Regions from separate parts of the Zea mays genome. Here all the other regions are linked to region 1. Evidence: chromatin contacts called from public Hi-C data. All regions are on one chromosome and are shown on one strand. Each heading gives the region's core, a stretch centred on a gene start, on an enhancer-like site or on the middle of the called end of the contact. The rest is flanking DNA. Distances are from core to core; before and after follow the strand shown.

Region 1 (2,992 bases), core at 295-2,794:
TCAGCATAGCTTTTAGTTTGTTTTTCTCGGAAGTCAGCATTTTAACTTTTCAAACGGCAATTCAATGTTGGGGCTGCTTGTTTCATCTTTCGCTCCGGATTAAAACTAATTATTTGGACTGTTATAGTTGTAATTTATAGAGATAAAACACTATAAAAACAGTAGAAGTTGGTATATTATAAAACAGAAACAAACAAGCCCTAAATTAAATTTATCTACTCGATCTATCTTTATTTTTTTGAAAAGATATATTAACATATACTCTCTCTCCGTCCCTGTGTGTGTATATATATTATATAGGATTTGCCGGAAAGATAGAATGTTACTTCTGCAATAGAGAGTATTAAAACTAGACGGTCTTCTCTTCTTTATCTCTTCTATTATATGAAACACCAGTTTCCACGGTTCAACGATTATCGTGTCCCCCACATTTAAACGATATATATAGTCGATAAAGTTTTGCATCTTTCGAACAACCTTAGGGTCTTTTTGGTTGGACTGTGTCTATGAAAAAAATTAATATGGGCTGTTAAAAAACTAAAAACAATTTGACGAAAACTATTAAAAGTCGCTATTTTTTAATATATATTTTCACAGTTTCATCTGAAAAGCTACTAAAAACAGGTATAGAGGTGCTTTCAATTTTGCACTGCAAGAAAAGTCGACTATTAGGAAAAGCTGTTTTTTGGATCGAACCCTTTAATTTAACTTTTGGCTTTTAAGGTGCAAAAGCTAGAGCCAAAAGTAAAACCAAAGAGACTCTAAGGCTATCTGTAGCAGTTTTCTCTAAATTTGTCCGTATATACCACATGCAGCCACATCATATAGATTCCACCCCTACGTTTTCCTTCCCGTATAGGTTTTTTTTTTAAATTCTCTTCCTACACTCCACTATAACCTAAAATATTATTTTTCATACCTATCTGTGATCCAACGTCATTTTTTTCTACAACTAACAATTAATACGTGCGTACCAACTTCGAGACAAAGAGGACCGACAAAATCACGCAACCCTTGAACTGTAGCAAGGAGGGGCGCTTGTAGCGCACAGCGCTGCGGAGGGGTGAGGGTCACTCTATACGTCTACAGGAGTAAGGGAGGGTGACACTCGCGGCGAGCGCTGCGGACAGCCTAACACACAATAATCACCATGGGTTGGTAAGCAGTATAGAGGAAGGAAATGAAAGATTATTGTTAAATGAGCCCACGAACAGGCCCAGAACAACCATGCCCGGAGAGTCTCACTTGAGTCTGAAGTCTGAACTGGAAAATGAAAAGCCGGTGCACGGCTTCCCCATTTCCTTCCCTCCCTTTCTTGTGAACCTGTCGCCGTCAGCTTCCAGGTCTCCGCTAAAAACCCCCGAGGATTAGAGGCGCAAAGCAGAGAGAGAAAGCCCGGGGGCGACTGATCGAAGGAGAAAGCGGCCTATGACCATAAATGCGAACGAGTCGGTGGATCCACCCCCTCCTTCCCCAGTCCGCCATTACCACCGCCTGCCAGTACGCCCTCCTTAAATGGCCGCACTGCCGCGCCACACACCGGGCGGAAAGGCGCGGGCAGCGGCAGCTAGGGTTTGGTGTGGCGGGGGAGACCGATCGGGGGCGAGATGTGGGCGGCGGAGGCGGCGTTCTCGCGCTCCGGGTCGTGGCGGGAGGCGGAGGACGAGCGGGAGGCGCTGCGGTGGGCCGCGCTGCAGCGGCTGCCCACCGTCACCCGCGCGCGACGGGGCCTGCTCAGGTCCCCGGCTCCCGACGGGGCCGCGGCCGTCGAGGGCGACGACGTGCTCTGCGAGGTCGACGTCGCCGGGCTCTCCTCCGGGGACCGCACCGCGCTCGTCGACCGCCTCGTCGCCGACTCTGGCGACTCCGAGCACTTCTTCCGACGCATACGCAGCCGCTTCGACGCGTGAGTAGTTACACTCCTGCATTTTAATTTGCTCCCTCGTCATCATGCTTTGCCCTGTGTCGTTGTCTCCCCGCCCCAGTTCAAAAATAATGTCTCGACCTCGTCGTCTCCCCCACACCACTCCGCCGCCTCCGCGCGCGCGGACGAGCTTGCGCGCTTCGTCCGTTGTTGTGCAGCCAGGGTGACCCACGCGGCGTTGCATGACATGTGGGCCCAAGCGGCTCATCCGCGGACCGCGGGGTTTGGAAAATTGGCAAGTGGCAACCGCTGCATGGCAGGTGCTAGTGCTACCGCGGAAAGGCTACGCGGTTAGGGAGGCTGACTAGTGGCGCCAGTAGGTGTTTGTACGGTTCCGTCCTTCTGGTTCAGTGTGTCGAGTCTAGTTTCCGGCTTTCCGCCGTCATCTCGTCGTACTCACACGTCCCAGTCGCCGCGGAGATTGGCGCCTCGAAGTTTTCTTCTCCAGATGGGCTATTCAGAAGCTTCCAGGCCTCCACGGCATGGCCCATGGACGTGCAGGCCATGATTGGGCCTCCGGGTGCGGATGCGAAAGCAGGAGCCAGAGCGCCAGCAGTAGCAGGCGGCGTGAAGAGCATCAGATCGCCTGTTGGCAGCAGCGCTAGTAGATTTTGCTCGTGCGTACTCGTACGACGAGCTACGTACGTGTCCGCTTCTGTCAAATAATTTGCTTCCTTCGGAAGCACATGCTAAAATTTGTATCGAGGCATCACAGAGCTATACTGATCTTGCTTTTGGGCTCTGAAACTCTGTTGATTTTCCCGTCTCCTCGCTCCTGCAGAGTGCAGATAGAGTTCCCCAAGATCGAAGTGAGGTATGAGGATGTGACAGTGGACGCTTACGTGCATGTTGGGAGCAGGGCTCTACCGACCATCCCGAACTTCATATGCAACATGACAGAGGTTGGCCCAAAGATCTTAACTGCAATTTTTTTCGTCAATATACGTTTTTCATCATATCGGTTGTTCTAAACTTGATCTCCATGTGAAAGTGACGTTTAAACAAGTTTTCCACGGCAGTGGAAGAATTACCGCATCAGTTTTACTCTTGTAGAATTCAGATCCTGAC
Region 2 (2,992 bases), core at 138-2,637, 250 kb after region 1:
ACGAGCTTCTCGGAGCCGAACTTGTAGTTGGAGTAGGCGCCCAGCTGCGACAGCAGGTGCACGGCGTCGAAGTACGCGACGTCCGACTTGGCGCTCGTGCTCGTCAGCTCGCCGCGCACGGCGCGCGTCGTCAGCGTGAGCGTCGTCGGGTACCGGAGCACGAGCAGTAGGTTTCCGTCCTTGGTGACCGGCGGCTGGAAGCTGTCGCGGCCGGTGTCCTTGGCCCAGTCCCAGGGGTTGCCGCCGTCGCTGCCGCGCCTCGGCAGCAGGGCGTCGCCGACCATGCAGAGCACGCTCTCGCCGTCGCCGTTCTCGGTGTACACGCCCTCGAAGAGGATCTTAAGCTCGGTGCTCCCGGGCCACACCTTGAGCTCGGGCGACACGTACGTCCCCATCACGGGGCCCGTGCCGTTGCGGGAGACGGCGACGCCGAGCACGCCGCTGACGTTGAGGGCCGTTTTCCCCCGGAACCCCACGTCGACGTGCGTGAGCATGAACGAGGCCAGCCGCAGCGGGTCCGGCGCCTGATCGCCCGACACGTCGGTGCCGTCGAACGGCATCAGCGGCACGCCGTCGTCGTCCTGCTTCCAGTCCCCCTTGACGAAGCTGAGCTCCGGCATGAGGGCGTTGGCGCGGTTGGCGTCGAACGTGAGCTCGGTGGCGGCGGACAGCACCGACCGGCATTGCCGCTTGACGTCGGCGGAGCGGACGTACTCGTGCGGGATGAAGAGAGGCTGGCCGCCTCCCATCGGCACCATCTTTGGATCCATCCGTGGCCCAGTCTGGTGGAAGAGATCAAACGCGGAGGCGATGGCAAGGAACGGCAGCAAGAACGCGGCCACGAGCCGCAGGTTTGCCGACACCATTGCTGCGAGAGAGCAAGCTCTCAGCTTTTGATCGAGGTGGCGGTACTCTTTAGCTATCAGCTTGTCCGTGCTTCAGAGATTTGGTAGCCTGCATTTGGAGAGAAAAAACACGCGAGAACAACAGATTGAATTTATTTGCAAAATCTTCAGGGCTTTTTTTCACGAAATTCTTGCTACGGACCAAAGCGACAGTAAAACGAGCACACTTCTTGTCTGCTTCGACATCAAAATATGCGGAAAATTGCAAAGCTGCAGTGAAACAAGATGGAGTAAACTTCGTCGCTGACCTCAACATGGAAGTATCTTCGTTCAGTCCCCTTCCGCGTCCAAGCAGTGGCACAAGATCCTGTGCTCTGCTACAGTGCATTAGAGGTTCCTGAGCAGAATGTGTCAGGTCTAGAACAATTCTGGGCCAGATTGGATCACTCGGAACCCAATCTTTATAAATAAACCGCGCCTTGGATGCCTGCGCCGCATTGTTTATCCACCTGCTAACAATCCCTTGGGCCTCTCAGGATCGGCGCTTCTCGGAGGCTGCGCACATATAGAATTCGGTTTGACTTCCGCGCGAAGTGACCCAGAAGCAGAGAGCAAGCGTGCAGACTCCCACAAACGCCCCGGCCCAGAGCACAGGAAGCCGGAGAAGGCTGGACACTGGAAAGGGGCGGTTTGGGTATCGGCGTGCAACATTTGGGGGGCCACGGCCATCGACAACGAGCGACCGAGAGAGTTGACGAGGCTGCACAGGTGGCGCCCGCGGCCGCTGCGCCGGGCATCGCGGCAGTTGCGCGGCAGTCCATGCATGGCATGTCACGCCGGAGAGGACGGCGGCATGTGTCGTCCACGTGAACGAGGAGGAGTATACAGGTGTGTGCCCTTGGCACTTGAGGCTCATGTCCGGATATATATAACCCAGGCTTCGTAAACTGACAAGTGACAACGCTATTAGCCTATTACTACTGCTGAACGGCCCATGTTCTGACAGTTTCAATGGATTTGGTAGCCCATTGCCCCATTGTAACGACAGAGATAGATTGGTCCTTACTATGGGCCCAGGTTTAATGTGCAGCGCCATGTGGACCTAGGCAGGCTCGCCCTCTGCAATTGCGACTTGCAAGACGGAAATACGCGCCGTATACCCCCGGGACGTTTCCATTTTCTAAAAATTGGGGTTTTCTTCTTTTTATTTTCACTCTTCCAAGGTAAAAGTGAAAATCAAGAAACTTTACTCCTCAAAATGAAAACAAGAATACTTCCCCATCCAGAAAACGATACGGTTTCAGTTCTGATCCTATTCAAACTGTCCAAAATTTAACCAGATCTATTTTAGAAAAAAACATCAATGTTTATAATAATAAAATAGTTATGGACAAGAATATATTCCATGGTTAGTATGATAATACTTATTTGATGCCATATTTTTTTGTAAATTTTACCTAATTTAAATGGTTTGACTTGATATCATTATAGAATTGCGTTTTCTTTTAGGACTGAAGAGGAATATCCACCAGTGTCGTCACAAAAAAGCACATCATGCAAGCAATGAGGCAAGGCAGCTAAAATTGGCCAATCTCTGCATTATTCAGTTTAGGGGTCCTAAAAGTGCTTACTTTTATTATAGGATAAAAACATATAAGGGTATGTACAACCTAGAGACACTAGAATGGTTTTCTAAATTTAGGAGACAGCTAAGAGACTATATAATACAACCCAAAGATTATGTATCATAAATGTTGTATAGAAAGTTATGAAGAGAGAGACGTCTCTTGATTTTTTTTCACTTAACCCACAAGGACTAGTTTAAGAGCTAAAATACTGGATGGGATTGAGAGGTTAAAATCCTCTTCTCATTGATTTTAGTCCATTCAATCCCTCCGATTTTGTAGCTCGCAAACTTGCCCTAAACACTCATCAAAAGACGTCTTATTTAATAGGGTTGTACGTACCCTAACTATAAAATAATCACAAACTAAACTTGACTTCACATTTCCCAGTGAAATTATCTCTGGACCCAAGGCCGATCCAAGCAAGTTTACATAACTTATCCACCGCAAAAATATTTACTAGTACAGTACACTAGTCCAAAGCGAAAGCGAGAGAGAGAGAAAGGGGGAAAAGATAACCAG
Region 3 (2,992 bases), core at 356-2,855, 200 kb before region 1:
CACTGACCCACCCTCGTCCTGTACAGTAGCGCTGGAACGCGTTCCACGAGTTTCAAAACTCCAAACTCTCTGCGTCTGGTCTGCGTGCCCTCCTCTCCACCGTGACAATTCCCTTCCTTTTATTAGAGAGATCAAAGACGGGGATTCTGTTTCGTTTGTTTTCTTTACGAGCGCAAGCACCCGCTAGCAATTCAACGGCGACGGGCGGGCCGCCGTCGGCCGGGGGATCGAACGGCTGGTCCGCCGTGGACCCGCTTGCCGCCTCCGGGGGGGCCGCTGCAGGGCGCCCAACCGGCAGCCGGGGCCCGCTGGTGGGGCCGCCCGCGCGAGTGCGGCACCGCGAGTTTCCTTGTTTGTATTTAATTATATATAGATTAGTTTTGGATTGCAAAGTCTCGAGCCTCGCCTTCCTCGACGTCTCTATTACGTTTCGCACCTCGCTTTATCTCGTATTCACGTAACAGATCTTCGGTCACACTACTACACTAGTATGGTTAGACTGTCTGCACGGGTCGCTGCTATACTTTCCTCTCACCTTGCATGCCGTGTACAGAAGTCCCCCCACCCGTGCAACGGTTGCCTCTACGGAGCCCCTTATCGAGGGGAGCGCTTCTCTCTCCCTCCACTCCTGGCGGTTCACTGTTCATGCGCACTTACACTGTTTCGCACCGTGTTATGGGGCTGGAAACGAGCCGAGCCGAGCTCGGCTCGGCTCGGCTCGGTGCCTGAACGAGCTCGGCTCGGCTCGTCCATTCGACGAGCTAGTGAAAGAGGCTCGGCTCGGCTCGACCTTGGCTCGCGAGCCGGCTCGGCTCGCGAGCCATATTCTGATATTTATCGTTGCATTATTTGGTGAATTAACATTATATAAATTTGAAATATAGAATCATCATTTTAAATTATGAGTAAATTAAATTATAACTTGTAATATATTCATCATCAAAGACTAAAAAATGAGCTATTATCCATAAAACTATCTAATATTCATTATTATTCCATAAAATGATCATTTTTGTATTCATTATTATTCCATAAAATGATCATTTTTGTAAGACTCGCGAGCTGGAACGAGCCGACTCGGCTCGGCTCGCTGCAAAAACGAGCTCGAAGAAGGGGCTCGGCTCGGCTCGTTCGAGGCTCGCGAGCCGAGCCGAGTCGCTCCGAGCTCGAGCCGGCTCGCGAGCCTCGAGCTAATTTTCCAGCCCTACACAAGTTGTGGGCCCACGATAAATTATTAGTGGATAAAAAATTGATAGTGGATAAAAAGTAGGTATAGAAAATGATATTTTATGGTTGTAGTGGGATATAAGGGGGAGTATTTAGGGGGAACCGCTGCGGAAGATGAAAAAATAGGGGAGAAATAGAGGAAAAAAATGATATAGGAGAAAAATTTAGAGGTAACGGTTGCAGATAGCCTTAGCACACGAGGAGGACATGTGGAACCTTTTTTTAGACAGATTATTAGCGTTATATCCAGGGGCTCATAAGCAAAAACTATCGCGACCTGACGGGTGAGTGACCCGCGGCCCACTATAACCAAACCAACCTCCCCCTCCCCCTCCCCCCGACCTCTCTGCCTTTTCCTTTTCCTTCCCCCGCTTTCTCCTTCCTTCCTCCTCCTCCCGGCTCCCCTCACCCAGCCACCGGCCATGTCGGTGGAGACGGAGCGGAGCTCCACCGAGTCCTCCGGGGCTTCCGGGCTCGACTTCGAGGACACCGCGCTCACGCTCACCCTCCGCCTCCCGGGCTCCGCGCCTTCCGCCGCCGCCGCCGCCGCGGCTTCCCTGTCCCTCTCCTCCTCGTCGTCCTCCGCCTTCCCCGACCCCGACCGCAAGCGCGCCTCCTCCGACGCTGACCCCGGCCGCTCCTCCCCGCTCGCCGCGTCCTCCGACGCTGCACCGGCACCCAAGTACGCCGCCCGTTTTCTCCGACCAACACATGCCTTTTCCGTTTTTTATTTATTGTTACTCCCAGGAAACGCGAGGCGGGCGCTGGCGCTTGCTTTGGCGGGTGAATATGAGGTGGAGTGGAGTTTGATGTGCCTCCTCCTCATTTGTTTTGGTGGGGCAGGGCTCGTGTGGTGGGCTGGCCGCCGGTGAGGTCGTACCGCAAGAACGCGCTCGCCGACGCCGCGGGCTCCAGCAAGGCCGCCAAGTTCGTCAAGGTGGCCGTCGACGGCGCGCCCTACCTGCGGAAGGTGGACCTGCAGGCGTACGCCGGCTACGACCAGCTGCTCCGCGCGCTCCAGGACAAGTTCTTCTCCCACTTCACCATCAGTCAGTGCTACCGTCCCACCACCACCCCCTCGCTTCGTGCTTCCTCCTGGGTCTAATTTCCGCAGCGCTTTGCTCTGTTTGGTCGAGCGTTCCGGCTGACGGAGGGTTTTTTTTTTTGGTTTGGATGCGCGCGCAGGGAAGTTCGCCGACGACGAGAGGAAGCTGGTGGACGCGGTGAACGGGACGGAGTACGTACCCACGTACGAGGACAAGGATGGCGACTGGATGCTCGTCGGCGACGTCCCCTGGAAGTGAGCTCCTCTGCTTCTTCGTTCTGTTTTACTTTTACTACGAGTACGTGGTCTTATATATTCTTTACTTGATATAACTCGAATAGTTTCTCAGCGTATGATTATTGCTTAGGGTCGATCAGATTGGATGTGATAGCTTCCATTTAACACTTCGTCTACTGTCCTTTCGTATGACTATCTCTTAGGATCTTGCACTACTCCAATTGGATGTGGTAGCTTCGATTTAACAGTTTCTTTACAGTCCTTTGACTAAGTCTTTGCTTGTATTTAGCTTTTAGTAGTCGAATGGTTTGTTCGTAGGTATGAGACTAATGCTTGGGATCTTGCACTTCTCATCAAATTGGACGTTGTAGCTTTGATTTGAGAAGATCAACCAAGTCCCTTTGACGAAATACTTTTTGTGTGTGTGTGTTGAGTAGTGGGGGAGCGGTAGAATTAGATTGTGCCGAGTAGATTTGCAACAAC
Region 4 (2,992 bases), core at 145-2,644, 140 kb before region 1:
TTTATTTTCATAAAATGACTCTAATTCTGAAAAGGATGGATAAATATGGGTGGAGGATAATCTTACATCAAAATAGAAACTGTCCATTGTTTATTATTTTCTGTATTCTAGCAACTCTATGAATAAAAGTGAGCATAATGTAACAACCAATGGCATAGCTACTGAGCTAGAGAAAGTAGGCATGCCGGCAAAAATATTAATTACATCAGTGTACAGAAAGGCATACAGAACATCTTTTATTAGACAGTGGACATGATGTGTCCTTAACAGAAGAAAGGCAATTGAATTCAAATTGAGGGGCCTCATCCTTCCACTTATGAAAAGTTAGCTCATCTAGTCATTTTATGGCTGCACAATGCCATATAAAGCCCTTGGTTTCTCCTCTGACACAAAACTATAGGATCACTACCGGAAATAATCGAACAAAACTCCCACCAGATACTCTGATCTCGTCGAAAATTTCTACTGAGATATAAACTCTATCCCAACAAATCAACTCATTATTCTACTAAATAACCAGAATTGAAGTCATCTGAAGTCTGTAGAGAGCTAATGATGTAAACAATAAAAAAATCTCTAGAGAGCTAACAATGTAGACAATAAGTATAAAAAATCAATAATTATCCGATCTGCAGAACCTCAACCTATAACATCATTCACCAACATACAAAATCAAGTAACTTCAGACATAGTTTTCATGTGTTGCATAGATTTACCCCACCATCATACCCCAAACTGAGAAAAGGTATTCCATATCACTCTTGGTTATAAATTGGTAACAGAGGCAGCGATCTCGCTCACCAGTTACGCTGCCCGCCCTCCTTGAACTCGGGATCGAGAGCACGCTTCCTCGCCTCGCCGACCCTCGTCACCCGCGACGACGTGAAGAAGAACACCAGTAGCAGCCCCGCGAACCTGCACGTCCCAGACTCGAGATCTCGTCACGATTTCATGGGCGAGCCCTTCCACCGGAAAGGGAGAACTGAAAAGAGGCGGCTCTCCAACCTGTACCCGGCGACGGTATGAGCCACCATGGCGGGGACTCCGACGAACACGGCGCTGGAGTCGACAGACTTGCGCCGGACAGCGCGCGCCGCGATGGCGGCTCCCGCCGCCACCGCCACTGCCGCACGGATCCAGATGCCGCTACCGCCGCCGCCGCCGTGATCCATTGTGGCGACCAGGTATCGGGATCTTTTTTGAGTTCCCCACGGATGTCCCGTCCTTCCGTCCTTCGTGCCGGCGCGGCTGCAAGCTGAGGGAGCGAGGTGATCTGTCCGCGGCGTGGAGCAGCAGGACAGGCAGTGGAGAGGGGCGTCGCGAGGACCGATGGCGGCGGGGCGAGGAAGAGTAGTTAGCGGGGAGCAGCTACCGGCGAGCGACCAGAACGGTGGAGGGGACGGAGGCGGCAAAATCTCCGTTCTGTAGCGCTCCTCTGGGTTCTCGCGTGCAGAACACGGAGTCCGAACAAATTCTGTGCAAGGATGTAATCTAGATTCTAGAATTCTACATCCAACATTGTCCGATTTTTTTTATTTTATATTCTACTCTTCCACGTCACTCTCTAAAAGATCAAACTACAAAAACGTGAGAAGGTAAAAATATAAAAACACAAAAACATAAAAAGGATAGAAATACAAGAACGACAACTGTCATTGAATCTACATTGATGTTTTGCATGATTTAATTAGGTGCTTGCACTGAATAAGTAATCGCACCCATTTTGCTTTTTATTAAGCGCATAGTATTGTCTTTCCTGTTAGTTTGGCTCGATGCCTGCCCTTCAAGGGTCTTGTATTCTGTTTATATAGATGTACAGGGTACATAGTATGGTAACCATACAAGAGAATCAAGAAAAGGATCAGAGGCGTAGCTCTTCAGGAGAAAGAAAATCAGAGACGCAGCTCTTCAGGAGAGAGGAAATCTGCCCTTCTATCTATAGAATATATGCTATCATTTAACATCCCCCTCAATCTGGACATGGTGAAGCAATGTTCAGATTGCGTCGACATATACTGAATGGTGTAATGGTCAGGGGTTTAGTCATAACGTCCGCCACCTGATCCTTGGACGAAATGATGCGAACCTCAAGTTGTTTAGTAGCCACTCGTTCTCGGACAAAATGGTAATCTACTTCAACATGCTTTGATCGTCGATGAAATATGGGATTAGCACAGAGGTATGTCGCACCAATGTTATCACACCATAAAGTCGGAGCACGAGGCTGTGGAAGACCAAGTTCCCGGAGAAGGACTTGTAACCATATTACTTCAGCAGTGGCATCAGCAATAGCTTTGTACTCAGCTTCTGTACTAGAACGAGATACTGTTGGTTGTTTCCTAGAACTCCAAGAGATGAGATTTTTGCCAAAAAATATGGCAAAACCATCGGTGCTTCGTCGATCATCAGGATTACCTGCCCAATCAGCATCAGAGAAGGCACTGAGCAATGTTGATGACGACTTTGTAATACACATACCCATTTCAATCGTAGCAGTCAAGTATCGCAGAATTCGCTTAACAGCCATCCAATGTTCGAGTGTCGGTGAGGACATGAATTGGCAAACTCTATTGACGCAGAAAGAGATGTCCGGTCTAGTGAGGGAAAGGTACTGGAGCGCACCAACTACACTCCTGTACCTGGTAGCATCCTCGGGAGATAAGGGTTGACCTCCCACGAGCTTCAACGGTTCCGTCGGAGACATAGGAGTAGAGGTACCCTTACAGTTTCTCATGCCAGTTCGGGTCAGGAGGTCCTTTATGTACTTGCGCTGAGACAAAATAATGCCCTGTGAACTCTGGTTAACCTCTACACCAAGAAAATAACTCAAAGCACCAAGATCTTTCACTGCAAAATCTTGTCGAAGCTGTTGAAGGAGACGATCGGTGGCCACTGAAGACGAACTAATAATGATGATGTCGTCCACATATATGAGCATATATATTTGAATGCCTTGGTGATTAAAAATGAATAAGGATACATCAGCTTTGGA

Evidence for each region. Hi-C and Micro-C count contacts between places; a contact is called where the count stands out from the background.
Region 2: a Hi-C map of root tip shows a contact between it and region 1, with 2.6 times the contacts expected there. The contact joins the promoter of LOC103649676 here to the promoter of LOC100384030 in region 1. A contact is called at or near these places in 5 of 25 Hi-C or Micro-C datasets (bundle sheath, leaf and root tip).
Region 3: a Hi-C map of leaf mesophyll shows a contact between it and region 1, with 1.9 times the contacts expected there. The contact joins the promoter of LOC100193444 here to the promoter of LOC100384030 in region 1. A contact is called at or near these places in 4 of 25 Hi-C or Micro-C datasets (bundle sheath, leaf and leaf mesophyll).
Region 4: a contact with region 1 is called in a Hi-C map of bundle sheath, with 2.5 times the contacts expected there. The contact joins the promoter of LOC100272367 here to the promoter of LOC100384030 in region 1. A contact is called at or near these places in 4 of 25 Hi-C or Micro-C datasets (bundle sheath, ear and leaf).

The regions. Positions count from the first base shown.
Region 1 is chr3:10,261,291-10,264,282 of Zm-B73-REFERENCE-NAM-5.0, forward strand. LOC100384030 (glossy13) reads left to right here and starts at 1,545. Exons shown (of 24, transcript NM_001321723.1): 1 at 1,545-1,906; 2 at 2,706-2,826. The coding sequence starts at 1,608.
Region 2 is chr3:10,511,576-10,514,567 of Zm-B73-REFERENCE-NAM-5.0, forward strand. LOC103649676 reads right to left here and starts at 1,388. Exons shown (of 2, transcript XM_008675412.3): 1 at 1,154-1,388; 2 at 1-954. The coding sequence starts at 866. LOC107522107 reads right to left here. Exons shown (of 4, transcript NM_001322358.1): 4 at 2,865-2,992.
Region 3 is chr3:10,060,725-10,063,716 of Zm-B73-REFERENCE-NAM-5.0, forward strand. LOC100193444 reads left to right here and starts at 1,606. Exons shown (of 5, transcript NM_001138563.1): 1 at 1,606-1,909; 2 at 2,071-2,276; 3 at 2,413-2,527. The coding sequence starts at 1,650.
Region 4 is chr3:10,122,544-10,125,535 of Zm-B73-REFERENCE-NAM-5.0, forward strand. It overlaps LOC100272367, which reads right to left and starts at 1,395. Exons shown (of 5, transcript NM_001146849.1): 1 at 1,006-1,395; 2 at 802-915. The coding sequence starts at 1,172.